2 separate regions of the Pan troglodytes genome follow, and region 2 is linked to region 1. A link is a contact called in public Hi-C data. All regions are on one chromosome and are shown on one strand. The core of a region is the stretch at or near the end of the contact, and the rest is flanking DNA. Distances in the headings are between cores, read along the strand shown.

The links. A called contact is a pair of places that touch in the nucleus more often than the background predicts.
Region 2: a contact with region 1 is called in a Hi-C map of stem cell-derived neural progenitor cells, with 4 times the contacts expected there. The contact joins the enhancer-like site here to the promoter of ARFIP1 in region 1. A contact is called at or near these places in 1 of 7 Hi-C or Micro-C datasets (stem cell-derived neural progenitor cells) and 1 of 1 datasets of contacts at active chromatin or transcription factors (stem cell-derived excitatory neurons).

Annotation. Positions count from the first base shown.
Region 1 is chr3:154,554,070-154,561,260 of NHGRI_mPanTro3-v2.0_pri, forward strand. It overlaps ARFIP1 (ADP ribosylation factor interacting protein 1), which reads left to right and starts at 5,423. Exons shown (of 8, transcript XM_009448419.4): 1 at 5,423-5,730. It overlaps TIGD4 (tigger transposable element derived 4), which reads right to left and starts at 5,403. Exons shown (of 2, transcript NM_001243890.4): 1 at 5,122-5,403.
Region 2 is chr3:154,905,419-154,912,329 of NHGRI_mPanTro3-v2.0_pri, forward strand. No RefSeq gene overlaps it. Among named protein-coding and RNA genes, the nearest start is that of TRIM2, 24 kb to the right of the region's middle. Within about 2 kb of position 1,818, at least 9 of the 24 cell types and tissues checked have an H3K27ac peak or open chromatin away from gene starts, as enhancers often do. A contact at or near this core is called in stem cell-derived neural progenitor cells, where this site is marked.

The DNA.
Region 1 (7,191 bases), core at 4,173-6,672:
AAAACAATCACATTTCTAATGCCAAACAGACAAATTAGACTTTTTCCCTAGAAAAAAATAAGGCATCAATACTACCTGATCAATGAAGCTGACATTCTCCAAACTCCAACAGTATAACATCTAGGATATTCTTTTGCAAGGAGTAATGGCAGCAGCTAATATTTCTCAGAATAGTCATCCTCTCAAGCTCATTAATCATTCTCCCTCTTGAAAATATTACAGCAGAGAAATGCTATTCTACATGTTAGGGAATATTTTCTCTATGTCAATGGTTAAGCTAATCAGAAAATAAGAATATGCAAATCATCAAAAAAGACTCACCAAATTAATTTCAAATAAAGAAAACAATGGTCAATCCTACTATTAATAAGAAAAACATAATCTTCTTTTAAAAAAAACATACATGTTTGTTTTTGCCTATCAGAATGTCAGTATCTAGCGTTTGCTGGGGTGAGGTAACAGGTTGTTAAGAGGCACATAAATTGTTACAATACGCTTATGGAGGGCAAATTTGCAATATGATATACAAACCTTAAAACTGTGTATAACGTTTTATCTAGCAAGTCTATATCAAGGATTTTCTTTTTTTTTTTTAAGACGGAGTCTCGCTTTGTCACCCAGGCTGGAGTGCAGTGGTGCAATCTCAGCTAACTGCAACATCTGCCTCCTGGGTTCAAGCAATTCTCCTGCCTCAGCCTCCCAAATAGCTGTGATTACAGGCATGTGCCACCACGCCCGGCTAATTTTTTGTATTTTTAGTAGAGACGGGGATTCACCGTGTTAGCCAGGATGGTCTCCATCTTCTGACTTCGTGATCCGTTCACCTTGGCCTCCCAAAGTGCTGGGATTACAGGTGTGAGACACCATGCCTGGCCTATATCAAGGATTTTATCCCAAAAGAATAATTATAGATGTAAAAATAATTTCTTACAAATGTATTAGTTTTCTACTGCTAATGCAACAAATTACCACAAACTCAATGCCTTAAAACAACACCCATTTATTATCTCACAGTTCTGTAGATCTTAAGTCCAGGTGGGCTCAACTGGGTCCTCTGTTTAGGGTCTCACAAGGTAGAAATCAAGATGTTGGTCAGAAGCTGGGCTCTTATCTGGAGGCTCTGGGGAAGAATTTGCTTCCAAGCGCAATCAGATTGTTTGCAGAATTCAGTTCCTTGCTGTTGTAGGACTATGGTCCCTAGTTTTTTTTGTTGGCTGTTGGCAGGGACTACTCTCAGCTTCTAGAGGCTTCCCTCAGGTCCTTGTCTGTGGCCCTCTTCATTTCAGCAATGGAGAACATTCCTCCTGTAGAATCTCTTTCACACTTTGAATCTCTCTGACTTCCTCTACTGCCACAAGCAGGAGAAAACTCTCTGTTCTTAAAGTGCTCACTTGATTAGGTTAGGTCTACCTAGAATATTGCCCTTTTGATTAATTCAGAGTCAATTGATTAGCAACCTTAATTACATCTCCAAAATTCCCTTGCAAGTAACATAACATAATCATGGAAGTAATATCCCATCATGTTCACAGGGAGAGGGAATTATACAAGGTAAGTGTCACTGGAGTTCATCTTAGAATTCCACCTGCTACACGGGACTATTCCCTGCATTGCTATATAATTACAGACAAAATTGAAAATATGCAACAAAAAGGATTCATTCAATAAATTACAAAATATCTACATGCTGAAATACTATTGTGCCACACAAAGAGAATATTTAATGATATGAAAAAATTCCATGATACATTAAGTGAAAAAAGCAAAATATAAAATTATATGTCAACAAATACAACATACACTAAAAATTACATCAGAGCAGAGGCTCATGATTATTCCTACACAGCTCACTTCCAGCAAACCATAGGGTGTCAGTAGCAATTTGTTAAATAAATGAAGAAATATATATCTACATAGATATAAAGACAAAAAATACATTGACCAAAATGTTGAATGTTCTCTCTAGGTACATGAATTATAAATAAGTTCAGTTTTTTCCTCTTTATAGTTAAAAACATTTTTACAACTCTAATGTTCTACCTTTTTTTCTTCCACAACAGTCATCTTAGAATAATGTTCTACTTTTGCACCAAGTTATTAAAAAAAAAATCAGTATCAGAAAACATAAAGCTGGCATTCTTCCCATTCAGAATCTCTAGGAGTAACGAGTCACTCTCCTTTTATCAGTAGTTTATACCCCTCTGCAGAGAATCAACTACTTCCAAACTTAAGAAAGCACTCACTCATTGTCTTCTACAGATAGATAGCAACTATATCCACTTAATCCCACTTGTACCATTACCCTAAGTAGCAGGAGTTGCTGGTATTCTTGAACTTGCCTGGTATGCAACAGACAACATATTTCCATAACTCAACTAGAGTTGGCCAATTTCCTGGTGTTATAAGAGAATCAAGTAAGTCCAAAGTTCAGTTTCCCCAAAACCATCTTATTTATCATGGCAAAACATGCAAAACAGTAGTATAAAGCAGACTGAAATGGGGGCTCAAATCAAAGGCTGTAAGATCCAAAAACAGGGAAAAATGAATTCTCACAGGGAAGATAAATAATGGGTTCATGACAGAAGTAGCATCTGAACTCAACTGTAAAGGATGGATAGGTACATCACAGGTAAGGAAAAATAGGAAAACATTTCTGCTGATAAGAATAGACAATAAAGCATGGAAGAGGGAAATATGCAGTTTGAAGCATATTAAACATTTCTTTGCAACTAAAGTTTCATATCTATGTCTATATTGGTATTTATACCTATCTCTATTAGTTGGCTAAATTAGCACTTTTCCTTCAGGTATATGAAAGAGAGTGCTCATTTGCAAGATTGAGGCCAGATCTTGGTAAGCCTTTAATGCCAGGATAAAGAATTAGACTTCATTGAGTATGCCACAAATGCCATTCAGGGCTACTAGAGTTCCCCACAAGCCCCATGAATAAATAGCACCTGATTTTTCAAAAGCCAAATAAACAGCCAATAGCAGTGCAAAGTTAAATGAGTAGATAATCTCCATGTCATAAGTATATATGGAAGGCAGCTATTCCCTTTTTTCTTACCTCTCTAAAAATAAATGACAATTCAGAGAAAAGTAGTAATCTTCTATTCTAAACAAAATGAGCAGGCAGGGTCCCCCAAGTTTTAGGGCAAAGGAAGAAAGGAAGAAAAGAAGGGAGGGAGGGAGGAAGGAAGGAAGAAAAAAAGGAAGGAAGGAGGGGAGAAAGGAAAAAAGAAGGAAGGAAGGGAGGGAGGGAGGGAAGGAGGAAAGAAAAAGAGGAAGAAGGAAGGAAGGAGAAGGGAGGGAGACAAGAAGGAAAGGAGGAAAGAAAAAGAGGAAGGGAGGGAAAAAAGGAAGAGAGGGAGAGAGGGAAGAGAAAACAAGTCTCCTCTAAGCAGGGCCAGGCTTAAAATGATGTTTTTCAGTTAGTACCAAAAATATTCCCCAATCCAAAGAACGCTGGTTTGCTGCTTCCATTGTCTCAAAGGATGTATAGAATTCCACTATTTTCCATCACCAGCTGAAGTAGCTTCTAGTGTTTTCTTGGAGCCAGACTACATTCTAATTTCCTTCAGGGCAGTGGAAATCATGGAAAGATTAAAACTGTGTATATATAGCCTTGCACAGCGTAATACTGTGGATGAGGATTAATCATACACAGTACCAGAATTCACTGAAGAGTATCTAACTTGGTTAGCATCTTCACCAAGCAGAAGTTAGCATTAGTTCCAAATCCATCTGAATCTCCATCAAAACCATCAGCAGCTGCCAAAGAAACTATGAACAAACTAAAGCAAGTCTTCACCTTTCCAAAATAAGAAACACTTCAGAGTCTGACAGTCTAATAGTTAGACTAACTTTAGTCAAGCTAAGCATCTCCAAACTCAAGAGACAGCTAGCAGGAATCTTTAAGATAACAGCCAGCAAAAACAATTTAGTATTATTCATTGTCCACATCATTCAAGCACCGCTGAGTCCTACCGTACACTTCCTCCAAGTCACCCTTCTGAAACCCTAGGAACAACACTTGTACTTAGCTGCAAGTTCTGTAGTTGCTCAGTTCCGACACAATTACAGCAGTAATTAATTTAGATTGGGATTATTTTCTTATAATTGAGAAGACTAACGGTCTCCAAACTAACAAGATGGCTTTGTACAGAAAAATCCACAGTAAGCTATAACAATTGAAGTTACAGTTTGAGTGGGTTGGCATATATATTTGCTCCTTTCTTTTGTTTAAGACAGAACCACTTAAGATGAGAGATTTATGTTTTGGAATTTCAGTACTATTTTTGTAAGAGGTGGTATCCTAGAGAGCTCAATCAATATTGTTATACATTGGAAACATTTATGGTGCCATAGGTATTTACTATTCACAGATCTGGGGAAGATACCTGCCAGGGATAATTTCACTACACTGAAACTCCCTGGAAATCTGTAGAGGTAGAGCTCTGCCTTTGGGCATTAGTCATTTAAAATGTCTTGTCAGCTACTGTGACAAGTAAAGGCAGCTGAGAAGTACGGTCTAAAGAAGGGTAAATCTCGCCGTGTGCACAGTTACCCTTCGCATTTCTACAAGCGAAATGGGAGTAAAAATGAGCATTCAAAGCTGTCAAAGGAAAAGCAGTCCAGCAGTTCGAAGGGATATTCTGTGATGGACCAACTGTATGGTACAGTGTGTAAATGAACTTCAGGTCTATCTAGCTTTCGCACCACTGAGCTCTGGGGATGGGGAGAGTAGTGCAGGTTGGGGCCCCGTTTAGGAAACTACGAAGGGCTCTGAGAGAGCGAATTGTTCAGCAGTTTCCGTAACAGAACAATGATCTATTTAAGAAGTAATGGGGCAAGCAAAGAAAGCAGAGCTCGGTCATCCGGAAAAAGAAAGAGGAGCCAGAAAGAAAAGTATCAGGGAATCTACTGTGAGAGAGCGAGCAAAAAGCAAAAAGCGATCACAGATCCAGAGCAAGTAAGAGCTCAGGGATGCCGGGCCCGGGGGTCTAGCCTTTCTGAAGGGAGAGGGCTCCCCAGGCACGGGGGCAGCGCCCGCATTCCGTCTGCTGCCTTATCTTCGCTTTCTCCCTACCACCCCCACCTTCCCCGCGGGACTGGAATAACCTTCTTCGTGCTCTCCGGTGGCTGAGAAAGCAGCTTTCGCTCTTCTGTGGTAGCGTGGAGGTGAGGTACATCCACCTCCACCCTCCCGGCACCAGCTCACGGTCTGTTGGGGGGTCCTCCCAACGTGTGAGGCTAGGGTGTGTGAATGAAAAAGAGGGAGGCGGAGGCCTCCTGGAGACCTTCGACCTCTCAAGACCAGGCAGGGGCGCCCTTCCGCAAGCTCCCAGCTCTAGCCGGTGCCTCTGGCTCCGCGCGCATTACGGCGCTGCCAGAAAATTACCCGGGCAACGACACCGCCGGAGTCCCGGATGTGGTTGCTAGGGCAGCAGAGGGAGGGGCGTAGCCCGCCTCCCGGAGAAGGGCGGAGGGATCCTCGTGGGAGGTGCGCTGACACCACCGAGACGTGGCCGGGCAAGGCCGGATTGAGGGAGAGAGAGGCCGTCCAGGGCCAGGGACAACGCTACTTCCGGTCTCCTCACTTCCGGCTTCGCTGCTTTTGGTTCTGGTTCTGGAGGCTGGGTTGAGAGGTCGCCGGTCCGACTGTCCTCGGCGGTTGGTCAGTGTGAATTTGTGACAGCTGCAGTTGCTCCCCGCCCCCGAGCAGCCGAGGTGCGTGGGGGAAGGGGAAGAAGGAAAAGGTCCGGGTCGCGTTTCCGCTCACTTTTTGCCAGGGTTGAGGCGATTCCAGAGAGCGGTGGAAAGGATAAGCCTCGACTTAGAAGCTACCGAGTTACTCTAAGAAAGGTGAGGGCGGAGCTGGCTCGCCTGGGAAGAGGCGGGGGAAAGATGGTTTGAGGTGGCTGGTGGGGCGGGCACGTTGCCTACGGGTTCACCGTTCCGAACTTTCACAGGGCACGCCTCTCCTTAGTCTGTGCCGTATCTGCCCAAGTGTTATGCCTTTGGTTTCTTCTGTCCTTCATTCCTTCTGTCCCTCTGAGTGTGCCCCCGAAACAGTCGAGTGAAGGTGTAGAACCGGCCCTTGCAGGGAGGCACTTTCTTGGCTTTGCATACATTGGGTGGGAAAAGGGGTTGCAGGATCCAGAATCCGGACCTTTCTTGACAAAGTGTCGGAGTGGGCCACCTTCAGGCTTGCTGTCCAACCCTCATTTCTCCCCTCCTCTCCCTGCATCCCCAGCTTCCTCTCTCCCGCAGTGGGAGGAAGGGAGATAGTGACAGTCCCTCTGAGAGGTTCATCTGGCAGTGGTGCAGGGAGGAGTCTTGCCTGTGAATGTCCCAAGCCCGACTGCGTCTGAGGACGTTCAAGGAATGCTGGAGTTTTGGAAAGGGAGTTGTTCGATTGTCTTCTGCTCCGTTCCTGTTTGCCAAGTTACTACTGTTTGCGTGTCTAGGAAAAGGAAATAATTTTTTAAAAACAGTTTTTAAATGCTAGACGTTTTTCCCTTTTACTTTATTTTGTTATTACTTCCTTTGTTTTGTTCTTACCTTCCTCTTGAGCCCTTTGATTTCAAAAAGTTTACACTTTATACTTCCTGCAGATCCTTTGGCCACTCTTAGGATTTCTGTCCCCCGCCCCTACCCTGTTTTCTCCTAAAGTATAAAATTCATCTAACTACATTATTATTTGATAAGGAAAAGCCGGAAGAGATCCAGAACTTCGCATAAACTTTTGCTTTCATACTTTCACCTGTAAGGGTGTGTTCATGTTTGCCATTTAATGAACTTAATTGGCATAGAAATGTGCACCAGAAATGGTTACCTTAAGTCAGCCGTCTGTTAAGGCTTCAGGAATTGGCCTTTTCTTTTTTCTTTCTTTTTTTTTTTTTTTTGAGACAGAGTCTCACTCTGTCGCCCAGGCTGGAGTGCATTGGCACGATCTCGGCTCACCGCAACGTCCACCTCCCAGGCTCAAGCTTTTCTCCTGTCTCAGCCTTCGAGTAGCTGGGTTTACAGGTAGGCGCCACTACCGCCTAGCTAATTTTTGTATTTTTAGTAGAGACGGGGTTTCACCGTGTTGGCCAGGCTGGTCTCAAACTCCTGACCTCAAATGATCCTCCCTCCTCGGCTTCCCAAAGTGTTGGGATTACAGGCGTGAGCCACCGCGCCCGGCCG
Region 2 (6,911 bases), core at 568-3,067, 350 kb after region 1:
TACCTGAGCAATCTGCCCCACAGGGAAAATGACTGCTGAGAGCAACAGCTCTCAACTCCTAAGTAGCCCTCATACTGAGGTGCACCTGATCTTTTCCAAATGCCTTAAAGCTTGCGTGCTCCAAGTCTAGCTGCTTTCTTTATATATGGAGGCTCTTGCATCTTAAAAGGAGACTTGGCCAGGAGTGGTGACTCATACTTATAATCCCAATGCTTTGGGAGGCCGAGGTGGGAAGTTCACTGGAGCCCAGGAGTTTTATACCAGTCTGAGCAACATGGCAAAACCCCCATATCTACAAAAAATTTAAAAATTAGCTGGGCATGGTGTCTCACATTTGTAGTCCCAGCTATTTGGGAGGCTGAAGTAGGAGGATCACTTGAGCCCAGAAATTCGAAGCTGCAGCAAACCATGATCATGCATCACTGCACTCCAGCCTGGGTGACAGAGCTAGACCCTGTCTCAACAAAAAGGCTGGGGAGACTCATTTAATTCAATACCTTAAGGTCCCCTAGGCCAGTAGATATCTGTATAGATAGAACTCCAAGGAGCTCAAAGCTTTTAACCTAATTGCTTCTAAATATACCTTTTGGAAAGGCATGCTGAAGTTAAATGTAATACTTTCAAACAGACCCTAAGAAAAAGCTGTAGCTGAATACTTCTCAAACGCAAATCTGATGGCTGTTTCCTGTTCTGGGTCTTCGCCCCAAATTCGCTAATGCCTCACTATAACTCATGCAGAGGAGCTTATTTTCCTAAGACTTCTTGCCTGTTGCTCTTCAGCACCGTTCACTCTCCTTTAGTCTGTTGGGGGACAGTTAACCCACCTTTCTGGGGCAGCCAGATCTACCTCTTTACAGGTTAAAAGCCCTGTTGTTTGCTGTAGAAAAGAAAATGCACAGGAGACCTCAGAAACTCATGTCAATATTAGGAGCTTGAAGACCCGTAAGTAAACAAGGGGGCTGGGTTTTCCTTTTGTGTGTTTGCTTTGAGTTGCCTGCTCTGAGATATTGCTATCTTTGCCTTTGCTGAGGAATATTTACTGCTTTCTTAAAAGCTGACCATGAAAGTGGCTATAACTAAGTTTTAAAAAGCTTTATCAGGCCGGGCGCCATGGCTCACGCCTGTAATCCCAGCACTTTGGGAGGCTGAGGTGGGCAGATCACTTGAGGTCAGGAGTTCGAGACCATCCTGGCCAACATGGAGCAACCCCATCTCTAGTAAAAATACGAAAACTTAGCTGGGCGTGGTGGTGCGCGCTTGTAATCTCAGCTACTCGCGAGGCTGAGGCAGGAGAATCGCCTGAACCCGGGAGACGGAGGTTGCAGTGAGCCGAGATTGCGCCACTGTACTCCAGCCTGGGCTCTGTCTCAGAAAAAAAAAAAGCATTATCATTTGAGTGGAGCTATTCATGTGGATGAGATGCGTTTTTCACTGGTAATGAGAGCAAACAAAGTGAGGGGTGAGAATACGAGGCATTATTTGGGGGAATGCAGTGTCCCACCACGATCTTACAAAATGGAGCATCTATACTTTTGTCTCTACTATGTACTGGTTTTGGATTCAGCGATGCCCACCTGCATCTCGTAACGGGAAAACACAACTCAGGCAGAATTGACTGTTGAATAAATAGGCATTACCCGGATGGAATTACACCAAGCAAACGATATCTGTTTTAAAAACAGCTGCTTTCCAGTTTGTTTTTTACAATGTAATATTCAGCCTGCCTGTGACCAGCTGTGGCTGAGTTGTAGGGTGTTCGTGGAGATTATGGGAGGCAGCGTTAAATGTTGCGTTTCTTTTGCTTTTTAAAATCCACCCTTTTGTTCTGTCCTCAGAGAGGAATGTGCATCTTTTGTTCTTAGCTACTCAGCTTCGGCCGGGTCTGGCGGCGCCTTTGAGTAACATGGGCAACGCGCGCCCTCTTCTGGACAATCCACTAATTGCAAATTCTGTAAAGCATTGGTCTGGTTATCAAGCGGGCCCTGAATTTGAATGTTCTTGGTAGAGAACACAAAAGAAATTATGACATGTTCCCTGCATTCAAAGGGCCTGCTTTTATGTTAGAAGATTAAACAGCTTGCTTTGGGATTTTCAGTGTGATTTGGAGAGACCAGAGAATCTATTCTTTTAATCGTGTTTCTTAAAAAGGTATGACTTTCTTTTATAGCCAAAATTTCATTTTAAAAATTAACGATTTATTTTCTTTCTCTATTTGAATTATTTTTGAATTTATATGATTTAAACGGCTTCCTGGCCTGGCGCAATGGCTCTCACCTGTAATCCAAGCACTTTGGGAGGCTGAGGCAGAAGGATCGCTTGAGCCCAAGAGTTCCAGACCAGCCTGGGTAACATAGAGAGACCCTGTCTGTACAAAAAATACAAAAATTAGCCAGGCATGGTAGCCATTTCTCTAGTCCCAGCTACTCAGGAGGCTGAAGTGGGAGAGTCCCTTGAGCCTGGGAGTTTCAGGCTGCAGGGCACTGTGATCGCGCCCCTGCACCCCAGCTTGGACAACAGAGCAAGACCCTATCCCTAAAAAACAAACAAACAAAGCCTTCCTTTTAAAAGAGTAGAAACAAGATAAATAGCAAAGGTGTGTAGGACATTTGTTTTCAGTAAAGATAACTGGATCTTTAAAATCACTACATGAAGATCAATTATTCCATGTAAATCCCAAATAAAATCAATAATTTATCACAAAGTGCTTAGAGCAATATTCTCTACTCACCTAAAGTCCTGTTTATCAAAAGTGAAACATTTATTTCAGTCTCTCCAGACTGAAGATTACAGAGCATAATACTCTGTATTTACTTTTTTTTTTCACTCAGCCGAGAAGAGGGGAATAGAATCCCCATGGCCTTGCCATTCCCTTAACCTCACTTGTGGGACTGTTCAGTTTGTGGATCATCAGCAAATTTCAGGTCTATCACTCAGTAACATAAGACCTTGGGAAGATTACTTAAAGTTTGTAAATCTCAGTCTCACTATATGAAAAAGGGGGATAATAGTGGGGGGAATTAAATGAGCTAACCTGTGGTAGGTGCTGGGCACAGTGCCTTGCATTTAATAAATGTTCAATAAATGTTAGCCACCACCATCACCACCACCACTACCACCATCACCACAACTGCCACCATTACCCCCACCACCACTACTGTCACCACTGCCATCACCACCATCAGCATCACCACCACCATTACCACCACCACCAACATACCACTACCTCCACCATAACCACTACCACCACCACCATCACCACCACCATACCACTACCACCATCACCACAACCACCATCACCACCACCACCACCACCATCACCACCACCACCACCACCAGCATCACCACCATCACCACCACCACCACCACCATCACCACCATCACCACCACCATCACCACCATCACCACCATCACCACCACCACCACCACCATCACCACCATCACCACCATCACCACCACCACCACCATCACCATTACCACCATCACCACCCCCACCACCATCACCACCACCACCACCAGCATCACCACAACCACCAGCATCACCACCACCATCACCACCACCATCACCACCATCACCACCCCCACCACCACCATCAACACCATATCACTATCACTACCACCACCACCACCACCACTACCATCACCACCATCACCACCACCACCACCACCATCACCATCACCACCACATCACTACCACCACCACCACCACTACCATCACCACCATCACCACCACCACCACCATCACCATCACCACCATACCACTACCACCATCACCACCACCACCACCATCACCACCACCACCACCACCGTCACCATCACCATCACCACCATCACCACCACCACCATCACCACCATCACCACCACCATCACCACCATCACCACCACCACCACCATCACCATTACCACCATCACCACCCCCACCACCACCACCACCAGCATCACCACCACCACCAGCAATACCACCACCATCACCACCACCATCACCATCACCACCATCACCACCCCCACCACCACCATCAACACCATATCACTATCACTACCACCACCACCACCACCACCATCACCATCACCACCATATCACTACCACCACCACCACCACTACCATCACCACCACCACCACCACCACCACCATCACCATCACCACCATACCACTACCACCATCACCACCACCACCATCACCACCCCCACCACCACCAGCATCACCACCATCACCACCCCCACCACCACCATTACCACCATCACCACCACCATCACCATTAACACCATCACCACCCCCATCACCACCACCACCACCATCACCATCACCACCATATCACTACCACCACCACCACCATCACCACCACCAGCATCACCACCATCACCACCACCACCACCATCACCACCATCACCACCACCATCACCACCATCACCACCATCACCACCACCACCATCACCATTACCACCATCACCACCCCCACCACCACCACCATCACCACCACCACCACCAGCATCACCACCACCATCACCATCACCACCATCACCACCCCCACCACCACCATCAACACCATCACCACCACCATCACTACCATCACCACCATCACCACCACCACCATCACCATTACCACCATCACCACCCCCACCACCACCATATCACTATCACTACCACCACCACCACCACCACTACTATCAGCACCATCACCACCACCATCACCATCACCATCACCACCATATCACTACCACCACCACCACTACCATCACCACCATCACCACCCCCACCACCATCACCATCACTACCATACCACTACCACCATCACCACCACCACCATCACCACCCCCACCACCACCAGCATCACCACCATCACCACCCCCACCACCACCATTACCACCATCACCACCACCATCACCACCACCACCACCATTACCACCATCACCACCCCCACCACCACCACCATCACCACCATATCACTACCACCACCACCACCACCACTACCATCACCACCATCACCACCATCACCACCACCACCACCATCACCATCACCAACATATCACTACCACCACCACCATCCCACCACCACCACCACCATCACCATCACCACCATATCACTACCACCACCACCACCATCACCACCATCACCACCACCATCACCACCACCACCATCACCATCACCATCACCACCATATCACTACCACCACCACCCCCACCACCAATAGCATCACCACTGCCATCACCACCACTGCCTCAATCACCACCACCATCATCAAAATCACTTTCTTTCTGTATTTCTCTGCTCCTCTTTTACTTTTTATTGTAAAATAAAACATATAGAAACCTTCCAAAATAAAAGTAGAACTTAATGAGTCATAATAAGGTGAACGCCCATGTAACCAAAAGAGCCAGTCACCCCAGAACACTCCATTGTGCTGTTCCAGCCTCAACTCCCTCCCTTCCCCAAAAAGGAACCACTGTCCTTTTACTGTAGTGACTTTCCTGTTTCTTTTTGGTTTTAGGACCCAAATGTGCCTGACTAGACACTTTAGTTTAGTCTGTACCTCCCCAAATTTTTCTACCTTATGTCTTTTAAGTTTATTATAATGTATAGGCTTCTCTCCATTCCTTGCAGTTTGCCTGCTGAAGAAGCTGGGGTATTTGATGTGTAGAACATCTCAGAGTCTGGCTCTGAGGTGACTGCAGGCTCATGGTGCAATTCAACATGTTCCTCTGTCTGTCTTTCCTGCCAACTTGGAAGCTGGGGCCAGAGGCTGCGTCAGACTCCTGTTCTATCCCTAGACTCGTGTTGTCTCTTTGGCAAGATTCTAGGTAGTGCTGTGTCCTTTCATCAGCTCAGTGGCTAGATTTATGTGGTCTGCAAAATGACGGTATTCTAATGTCACCATTTATTTTGCATCCTTTAGTTAAAATACTTTTAGTAAGCATTTCTGCCCTTCTTGCTGTATTTGATTTCTCCGCGGTACAGTTCACATAGAAGAAAACTTGATTTTCTTTGCTTTAATTACCCAGTTTTCAAGAAAGTGAATGTGTTCCCGTGGTGGTTGTAAAACTTGACTGCAAATTCTGCAGCGCTTCTGCCTTCAAGAGATGGGATCTACATCCCGCTTGTTGAATCTGGAGGGGCATAGGAGAGCATTAAAAATGACAATTTGTGCCGGGTGCAGTGGCTCCTGCCTGTAATCCCAGCACTTTGGGAGGCTGAGGCAGGCAGATCGCCTGAGGTCAGGAGTTTGAGACCAGCCTGGCCAACATGGTGAAACCCTGTCTTTACTAAAAATGCAAAAATTAGCCAGGCGTGGTGGTGGACACCTGTAATCCCAACTACTCAGGAGGCTGAGGCAGGAGAATTGCTTGAACCCAGGAGGCAGAGATTGTAGTGAGCCAAGATTGCGCCACTGCACTCCAGCCTGGGTGACAGAGCAAGACTCTGTTTAAAAAAAAAAAAAAGACAATTTGTGACTTCCATGCCTACATCATAAAAGGCCACACAGCTTCTACCTTGTTTCCTCGGACACATGCTCATGGAGCCCGTGGCCGCCCTGTGAGAAATCCAGCTCCGCTGAGAACACTGCCTCAGAAAGGCTGCATATGGGCACTCTGGATAGCAGCCCAGCTGAGCACAGGCTTCCGTCATCCCAACCCAGACCCAAATGTGCAAGTGAAGTGGCCTCCAGATGACTCCAGCCCCAGCCATTTGGTCTTTCCAGCTGAGGTCCCAGATGTCACAGAGCCAGGTCCACCAGGCCCTATCTGAAGTCCTGAAATACAGAATCCATATGCATGATAGAACTGGTGTTTACACTGCTTCGTCTTGGGGGGAGTTTGTTATACATAATAGTTAGTGATAACGGTTCCTCATCGCCCTCTAAAGGTGACCAATGAGATTTATTTATATCCTTGTAAACTCATGAATTTAAAAAATATT